Regions from separate parts of the Arachis hypogaea genome. Here region 2 is linked to region 1. The links are chromatin contacts, called in public Hi-C maps. All regions are on one chromosome and are shown on one strand. Each heading gives the region's core, a stretch centred on a gene start, on an enhancer-like site or on the middle of the called end of the contact. The rest is flanking DNA. Distances are from core to core; before and after follow the strand shown.

Region 1 (4,776 bases), core at 1,137-3,636:
AATTGTTCGTTTCAAATTTAAAAAATAGGGTAGCATTAAACTTATTTAAAGATTTTTAAGATTAAAATAGGATGTTCGATACTTTTTAAAACAAAAATACAATATTTAAAATATTAGAGACCGAATTAGAATTTAATCCAAACATTAAAGACTAAAATAATAGTATATCCTAGATAATATATCTTGCTTATTTTTAGCGAATATTTCTTAATCTGTTTTTCACTATTTTTTAGATTATATTTTAAAATTTATATACATAAGAATAAGATATAATTATAATTCAATAATAACAATTATGCTAATTTGTTATATAAAAATCAAAATTTTTAAACTTTTACATTATAAATTTTTTTATACCATATCATAAAATTAAAGAAAAGTACAGAGAGTCAAGTGTTTACTAGTCAATAATTGAACAACTCAATTAATAATGATTAATTTTAAATTATTTTTTTAAATTCAAAATTTGATTAATTGACATAAATAACATTTTTAAATCAAAACTTACTCTAATTATATTCAAAATTTTGATCCTAATTTTTTATTTACCTATTTTTTTTTACTAAATTTTACATCTATTATTCTTAAACTCTGATTTTTGTATGCAATTATAATTTAACAAAATATAAAAATCATTGAACATAGATTTATAAAAGTATTGTGCTTTTAAAACTAATTACATCATTTTAATGTCTCTAATTATTAATCACATCATTTAGGTAGTATTTGTTTTGAGGTATTGGGACAGAGATTAAAAGACTATAATTCAGTATTATGTTTGTTGGCTCAGAGACTGGTATTAAAATTTCAGTCTTTATCTCTAAAATTTTAGTATTTTAGTACCTCAAAAAACTGAAACTTTAATAACATTTTATACCTAAAATACCCTATTTCAATTAATTAATTCCAACTTTATCTTTTGTATAAATTAAATTAGAGTTTTATTTTTGTTTCAATTTCTGTCTCCCATTTACACCGAACATAATACTAAGATTTATTTCAATCTCTATCTCTCTTTCAAACGCTACCTTAAAATCTTTAAACACTAACTAAAATTATAATTACAATGACATAATCATTTTTTTGAGGTATGTTCACCATCTTTGTCCTTTCTTGTATTTATTTTTTCACTTTGTAGTTATGAACTCAAAATTTTAAAATTAATTTTTTTTATTATTGGTTAAAATAAACAGTTATTAAGTTCAAATCCTTTTCCTGTCTTTTCCAATCTAATAATTAAATCATCATTTTCCTCTTGCATTTTTTAATTATTTTTTCATGTTTTGATCTTCTCAATCAAGTTATACTTGGAAACAATATTTGACATACAAATTGATACCATAATAAAGTCCGAGAGATGTGAAAAGCTGAAAAATTCTCTTTAACACTAGTGTAATGATGACCAATTTAAATTCACCTTCAATTTGCTTGGTTATCACATGTTTCACAAAAAATGCAGGTAAAAAAGATCCGGCACCAAGAAAATAGGTAAAAATGGCTTAGACATGAATCCAACTAATAAATACTTTTGTAAGAGAATAATATATAGCACTTGATTTAGCTGAAATCAAAGATTAAATCCAATAAAAAAATCTAAATTTATTTTTTAAACAAATATTTGTTTTCATGCTTAATCAACACAAGATGCAATGCCAGGAGGAAAGAATCAATCCCACAAAAAAATTAAGAAGGTCTAGTTAACAATAACTCAACAAATATTTTTGAATTATATTTTATATTAATTAATAACATTAATTGTTATTAACTAATGGTTATTTAATTTTTTTTAAAAGATACAAAATTAATGATTATTAATTGCCTCTTCTTACTTTAATTCACCTTTTACTATTTATTACACAAATATTAATTCCTCTTTTAAAAAAAATTTCAAAACTCCAAAACATAAAATAAAAAATCATCCAAATCCTAAAAAAACATACAAAATTAGGAAAAAGAATTATCTAAAACTAATAAAAAAAATCATCTGAAATGTAGAAAAAAGAAACATAAAAAACTAGTTAAAAAAATCATTCAAAACCAAATAGGAGGAGGAGGAGAAGAGCCGTACGGTGGCCGGCGACGACGTCTTGGATGGCGTTGCGTGGACAGTGGGGACTCGCGGTGGCGTGTTGTGATGAGTGGAGGAGTCGCTATAGATCGGAGTAGTTGATCGCGCATCGTGAATGGAGACCTGGTGGTGGCTGCGTCGCGACGGATGGAGAGTCGTGGGGTGCGAGTGGCGAATAATGGGGAGTCGCGAGCGGCAAGGGTGCGTCGGGCAAGCGATGGGGAGTTGCGATGGGACGCGAGGAGGGTGAAGTAGAAGCGCGATAGTGGCTGTCTTTCCTGCACAAATGGCAGATGAGGTGGCGAAGAAGGATGCAAGGATGACCGGCGATGGTGTGCGAGTACGGTGCTACGACGAAGCTAGCGGCGCAAGGACAAAACCGCAGCAGCGTGGGGTATTAGAAAGAGGGATTAGGATTTGTAATTTTGTATGATGAATGATGAGTGGAAGTGAAAATAAATTAGAGTAGATTTTATTTAAACATGTCATTGATGTCAATTAATCAAATTATGAATTTAATAAAATAATTTAAATTCTAGTGGACACTTGGCTCTCTATGCTTTTTTTTTTATTTTATGATATGGTATAAAAAAATTTATAATGTAAAAGTTTAAAATATTTTATTTTTATATAACAAATTAGCATAATTGTTATTATTTAATTATAATTATATCTTATTGTTATGTATATAAAAGTTTAAATATAATCTAAAAAATAGTAGAAAACATATTAAAAAATATTCGCTAAAAATAAGTAAGATATATTACTTAGGATATACTATTATTTTAATCGTGTTTAATGTTTGGATCAAATTTTAATTCGGTCTCTAATATTTTAAATGTCTTATTTTTGTCTTAAAAAGTATCGAACATCCTATTTCAATCATAAAAATTTTTAAATAAGTTTAATTTTATCCTATTTTTAAATTTGAAACGAACAATTAACATATTTAACAGCTAATAATATTTGATTTTAGTACATAAATAAAATTGATTCACCACAATGATTACCAATATAAAAACTTTTCCTTTAAAAAGATTTGCGATTTTTTGACAAAAAGGACATTGAGAAGAAAAAATGTTACTACTGACTGATTTTCGCAGTTGCCAAAATCTTGGTCGCTAAATTTGAAACAGTGACCAATTTTCAATTAAAACTACTAAATCCTCATCAAACACAATCAATCGTTAACCAAATTGGTTGCTAAATGGTGACTGAATTTTCTGTCGCAAAATCGGTCGCTAATTAGTGACCAACCATTAGTAACCAAATTTTCTATTGCTGATAACGACCAGGCTTTATGGTAGCTAAATCGATCGCTGATCCTAATTTTCTATTTATCTATTTTTTTTTACTAAATTTTACATCTATTATTTTTAAACTCTGATTTTTATATACAATTATAATTTAACAAAATATAAAAATCATCGAACATAGATTTATAAAAGTATTGCTTTTAAAACTAATTACATCATTTTAATGTCTCTAATTACTAATCACATCATTTAGGTAACATTTGTTTTGAGATATTAGGACAGAAATTGGGAGAATAGAACTCAGTATTATGTTTGTTGACTTAGAGATTTGTATTAAAATTTCAGTCTCTATCTCTAAAATTTTAGTATTTTAGTACTTTTAAAAATTAAAACTTTAATAATATTTTATACCTAAAATATCCACATTTCAATTAATTAATTCTAACTTTATCTTTTGTACAAATTAAATTAAAATTTTATTCTTATTTCAATCTCTGTCTCCCACTTATACCGAACATAATACTGAGACTTATTTCAATATCTGTCTCTCAATTTCAGTCTCTCAATCTCTATTTCTCTTCCAAACGCTACCTTAAAGTCTTTAATCACCAACTAAAATTATAATTACAATGGCATAATCATTTTTTAGAGGTATGTTCACCATCTTTGTCCTTTCTTGTATTTATTTTTTCACTTTGTGGTTATGAACTCAAAATTTTAAAATTAACTTTTTTTATTATTGGTTAAAGTAAACAATTATTAAGTTCAAATCCTTTTCCTGTCTTTTCCAATCTAATTTTCAAATCATCATTTTTCTCTTGCATTTTTTTAATTATTTTTTTATATTTTAATCTTCTCAATCAATCAGATGACTTAAAACTACGATAATTAGACTTTTTCTCCATTACAATAAATTCTATTCTAAATCCATAAATTTTTTTTCTTTTAGCTCCAGCTATTTTACACCACACATCTATTTTATTTGGTGTACTACTTCCTTTTTCTTACACCTTTTACATAATTTTTTTCATAACATTCTTAAATTCATTCTGCCAATTTTAAAATTAGATTAATCAGGTCACGAATATCTTTCGTGAGTTGTTTAAGTAGTGTTCTGTATCAAATAAGCTGCATTACTCAATATTCATACTGATATATAGGTAATAGTGTAATAATGTAAGAGAAAAGTGAATATTTACCATACGTCCATACACGAAAGTCATATTGAGATGTGAAAGCGGAAAAAAATTAATTAATTAGTCGAATAATAACCAATTTTAATCAACCTTATTAGTTATACTTGGAAACAATATTTAACATACAAATTGATACCATAATAAAGTCCAAAAGAGATGTGAAAAGCTGAAAAATTCTCTTTAACTAGCGTGATGATGACCAATTTAAATTCACCTTCAATTTGCTTGGTTATCACATGTTTCACAAAAAATCAGG
Region 2 (4,776 bases), core at 1,478-3,977, 43 kb before region 1:
AATTATTAATTTCTCATATCATATTAATATAATTAATAAAATTACTTTAAAAATTTACTAATTTTTCGGATCATATTACTTTAATTAATAAAATTACTAAAAAATAACTAATTTCTTAAATTATATTATTATAGTTCATAAAATTACTCTAAAAAAAATACTAATTTCATATGACATTTTACTATAATTAATAAAATTATTCTCGATATCATTTAACTATAATTAATAAAATTAACATAACAAAATCACAGATTTTTAATATATATTACTATAATTAATTAAGTTACTCAAAATATTATTAATTTTTCAGAACATCTTACCTTGAAAAAAATATATGTTTTGTATATCTAAATATTACTTTTATATCTAATCTTTATTTTAAGTCATTTCTCTGCCTTTTTAATTTCTTCCCAACTTTTGACATATAAAAATAGTATTATATCACCTTTTGTTTTTATTAATTTAATGTAAAAAAATAAAATTTTTTGTCTTATCAATTAGATGCAGAAAGAAAATCGTTTCTTTTTATTTGATATCTGTTTTTATGTTTTTTTATATGTCTTTGACTATCAATGATTGAATGAAAATTTCATAAATATTTTGTTATTTTTTAATTACTTTGCAATATTTTTTTTTTTATTTTCTAAAATATTGATTATGTAGAGTATTATATTCGAGATTTGAATACTTAAATATTTACTTTGAAACTAAATTAAACCCTAAACCCTAAACCCAAACCCCTAAACCCCAAATCCCAAACCCCTAGACCCTAAACCCTAACCCCTAAACCCTTAAAACCCTAAACCCTAACCCCTAACTCCTAACTCCTAAATCCCTAAACCCTAAACCCCTAAGCCCCTAAGCACCTAAACACCTAAACCCCTAAGCCCATAGACCCATAGGCACTAGACCCTAGACCCTAGCCCCTAGCCCCTAGACCCTAGACCTTAGACCCTAAACCCTAAACCTTAAACCCTAAACACGAGACCTTTGAGATGGGGAGGGGGCGGAATACCGTGTGAGTTATGCCTCATTGGTGGCAATTTATGAATTTATATAGAACGTCAACAAAAAAAAAACACCGAACATATAAATCTGAGTTCACTATTGAAACCCATCAATAAAAGCCAACATGTCAAATGAAAAGCCCAACAGTTTCAACCAAAACAAAAAAATATGAAAAATTAAATCAAACAACACAAAAAGAGAAGTGAAAAAAGGAATAAACTAATGAATCAATCAAAATAGAATGCTCACCAGCCTGAGAAGGCAACTGAGTTTGCTGCTTCTGCTGCTGAGCCGCCGCAGCTGAACCCTTCTTGGGTGGAGACGTCAGTGCCGCCGCGGCGATTTTATGTGAAGGGTCCTCGGCGTCGTCATCTAACAAATGGAAAGTGTTCGCCGTCGCCATTTTTGGAAAGCCGGGGCGACATGAAGTGCGACGAAGCAGACCAGAGAGAGAAGTGTCAATATTGTCGGTGCGGTAGGGTGCTACGGCGAAGAAGGAATGCCGGCGCAGCTCGGAGAGCAACGGAGCAGATCAAAGAGAGAGTGGGAGGAAGCAGGCCAGATAGAGAAAAGGAGCCCTACGGTTTACCTTTTCTTTTCCTTTTTCTTTATTCCTAAAATTAGTGAGGCTGACACCTGGATGAAAGTTCCACAACAAATATACAAGTAGGAGCAATGTTCTAAAAACCGGTTCGAACCGTGAACCGGTGAGAATTACGATTCGGTTTTATGCCAAAACCGAAAAAAATAAAAACCGTTGTTGAACCGCTAAACCGGCCGGTAACCAGTCAGTCGAACCGAACCGAGACCCGGCCGATTTTTTGCTTGGCCCAAAAACACTCAAAATGCGCGTTTAGCTTTCAGTAACCCCCTCCCCAACTCTTGCGTTACCAACCCTAACCCACTCCAAATCTCCAACGGCGCAGCAGCACACGCTCCCTCGTCCCTCCCATCACCCTCGAGCTAGCCGTTCCTCTCAACGCCGGCGAGCTCAGTCCCTCCCTTTCGCGCTGCCACGGTCCCGCTGGCGCTAGCTCTATTTCACCGCAGCCACTGTCCCATTCGAAGGTGCTCCTTCTATCGGTGTCTCCTTCTTTTGTGTTATGTTCAAGGCTTCTAGCTTCGAAGGTGCTCTCTTTCGCCGCCGTCGCGCTCACATAGAGGAAGAATCATCACAAGTGTCGCCGTTTCCTCCTCCTCTCGATCAAGCCGTCATCCACTTCTCTGCTGCGCCGCTGTCTACTTCTCAATCCTCCTACTCGCCGCAGTCTTTCATCCGCTTTCTACTTCTCAATCCTCCTCTTTCCCCTGTTCCAAATCTATGCGGTCAGACCTTCTCTTCTAGGCTTTCTAGCTCGGCACGTCGTCCAGTCTTCGTCGGTGACTTCGGTGTTCAAGGCTTCCAGCTGCTGCGCCGTCTAGTAGCCGTCGTCATCCTGCTGTCGGTGGAAGGTTAGTGAATTTGTTTTTGAGTTTGAGCTGTCAAACCCAAGGTTCTGAAAACCGGAACGGATTGGCCGGTTTGACCGAATTAACCGGGAACCAGTCATTTGACCGGTCCGATTTGTCTTTAGAACTGTTATGCAAAAAACCGATTTAAAAACCGGATGAACCGGTGGTTAATCGGCAAACCGAGTGAACCGGCCGGGTTTTTTCAAGTCCCGGTTCGCTGATCCAACAATCAAAACGGCGCCGTTTTGATTCCAGAGAAAAAACAAAAACCCAATGCTGAGTTATCCCCTTTCTTTCTCTAACAAACACCCTCACCAACCCTAGATTCTCCTAAACGGCGAAACCCTATCAGAGCCACCATCACCATCTCCCCTTTCATTCTGCTCTTCTCCTCGCGTCGCCAGAAGCTAAGGTCGGTTCGGGGCTGTTGTTGGCATCGCCGTTTTTCTGTTCGAGCTCTCTTTGTCGCTGCTTCTTTGCTCTTCATCGTTGGTCGTTGCCGCTTCTCCAATCCTCGCCGTGGGTCGTCACTGCTTCTCCCCTCCTTGCCGTGTCGTTTCTTCTTCTCACCTCCTCGTCGTTTTTTTCTGTGTCCCCTTCTCGTCTCCCCGCCAGTCTTGTCGTCGCTGCCTCTCTGCTCCGTGTCTCACTGTCGTCGCTTATCTGTTTCACGTTACTAAAATTCCCAATTTGAATTTCTCTATCTCGCTGGCTCTATGCTGTCTTTTCCTCTCCTTCGCTGGCAATCCAGATAACGTAAAACCTCCCCTTTATCCTCTTCAATAATGTTCAATTTGTTGTAATTGTATTACATTGTTTTCTTCTTTATTTTGTTCTGAATATACATATGATATATTATTGATGATTCTGCTGAGTTTTGAGATATTCATTTTCTGAAGTTTTATTTGAATTCAGTCAGTTGATGTTGAATTAATTCTGCTAAGATTGAGTTATAAATTTACTTTTTTTAAGTTTAATTTATTAATTATGCTGAGATTATATTTGCTGAGATTGATATTGAATTAATTCTACTGAGATTGCCAGATTGGGTTATAAATCCAATCTGTTTTACTTGTTATTTTGGTAAATTGTTATTTTGCTGTCATTGATTCAAAAGAGAAACATTGCTACAATTCTGCATTGGATTTACTATATAGCTTTAAAATAATGGTTGGATGAAGTTCAAACAAGGAGTAGTTTATTCATAGAAAAAGAGAATGAAGTTAAGAAGTAAAGAACAAAAAGATTACCTAATTTATGAAAATGGAAAATTCAGGAATGGAAACCTAATTTATAAAGGTTATTCATGCTTTTATATTGTGTTTTTTTTTTGTTTAGTTAATTTAATTGTTCAGTTTTTGTGTATTCTGAGCTTCTTACTGTGCTGTGGAATTGCTTCTTCTAGTTCAAATTGAAGACTATACTGATTTCTTTTTCTCCCTGCACCATACTAAAATTTGTGGCCTCAAATTTAGGTAGCCTATAATGGATCATTATCTTCTGTTATATCAGGAACTGATATTGTTTGACCAAGCTTAGAAGTTGCTAATGTGTTATATATACATGAAGATTGAGAAACTTAAATGAAAGAACCAAGCTTCGACCAATTTTAATTCATACAATGCTTTAATTGCTCTGCACCTTATCTCACAATATATGCCACTTTGAATTTTTAATAATTTTATGTTATATTTAACTAAACCGGTTCAACCACGGTTCGACCTCGGTTGAACCATTGAACCAATGAACCAGTTACTTGACCAGTCCGGTTCTCGCAACCTTGGTCAAACCCAAAAAACCCCTAAGCTGCTTCAGTTTTTTTGGTTGTTTCCAATCCAGCACAGCCTTGGATGAGAGCGAAAGTGACCCTTGGATTTCTTTTTCCCCTGTTTCAATCAGCTTTTCAATTTTTTTTTTAAACTTGTGTATTAGTCTTTTGTTATTCAGTCTTTTAAGCATTTAGTCAAATATTCAAGTTGTAGCAGCACTTCATTGCTTCAAAGTTCAAACAAAACAAAATTGAGACAATTCAAGAATAAGCTAAAAAGTGTGAAGAAACCGAGTCTTTCTACCAAAAATTACTTAGCTAAAATCAAGAAATTTGTTTTTTATTTTGAGCTGTTTCAGTGTTATGAATTTGATTTTGAATGTCTGATGAGTGATTTGTGATTTTTGAATCTGAAATTAATTAATTTGTGATCAGTGTTTTGAATTTGAAATTTGCGAGAAGTGATTTGTTATGCTGCATTGCTGCTGTTGGTATTTAATTTGTTGTTGAAATAGTTACGGATTTGTTGAAATAGTTACTTATTTGTT

What was found. Hi-C and Micro-C count contacts between places; a contact is called where the count stands out from the background.
Region 2: a Hi-C map of leaf shows a contact between it and region 1, with 2.9 times the contacts expected there. The contact joins the promoter of LOC112712659 here to the enhancer-like site in region 1. A contact is called at or near these places in 2 of 8 Hi-C or Micro-C datasets (leaf and an unstated tissue).

Annotation. Positions count from the first base shown.
Region 1 is chr9:119,594,446-119,599,221 of arahy.Tifrunner.gnm2.J5K5, reverse strand. No RefSeq gene overlaps it. Among protein-coding and RNA genes, the nearest start is that of LOC140175251, 21 kb to the right of the region's middle. Within about 2 kb of position 2,386, at least 1 of the 3 cell types and tissues checked has open chromatin away from gene starts, as enhancers often do.
Region 2 is chr9:119,638,251-119,643,026 of arahy.Tifrunner.gnm2.J5K5, reverse strand. LOC112712659 (phosphatidylinositol N-acetylglucosaminyltransferase subunit A) reads left to right here and starts at 2,727. Exons shown (of 8, transcript XM_072203720.1): 1 at 2,727-4,776.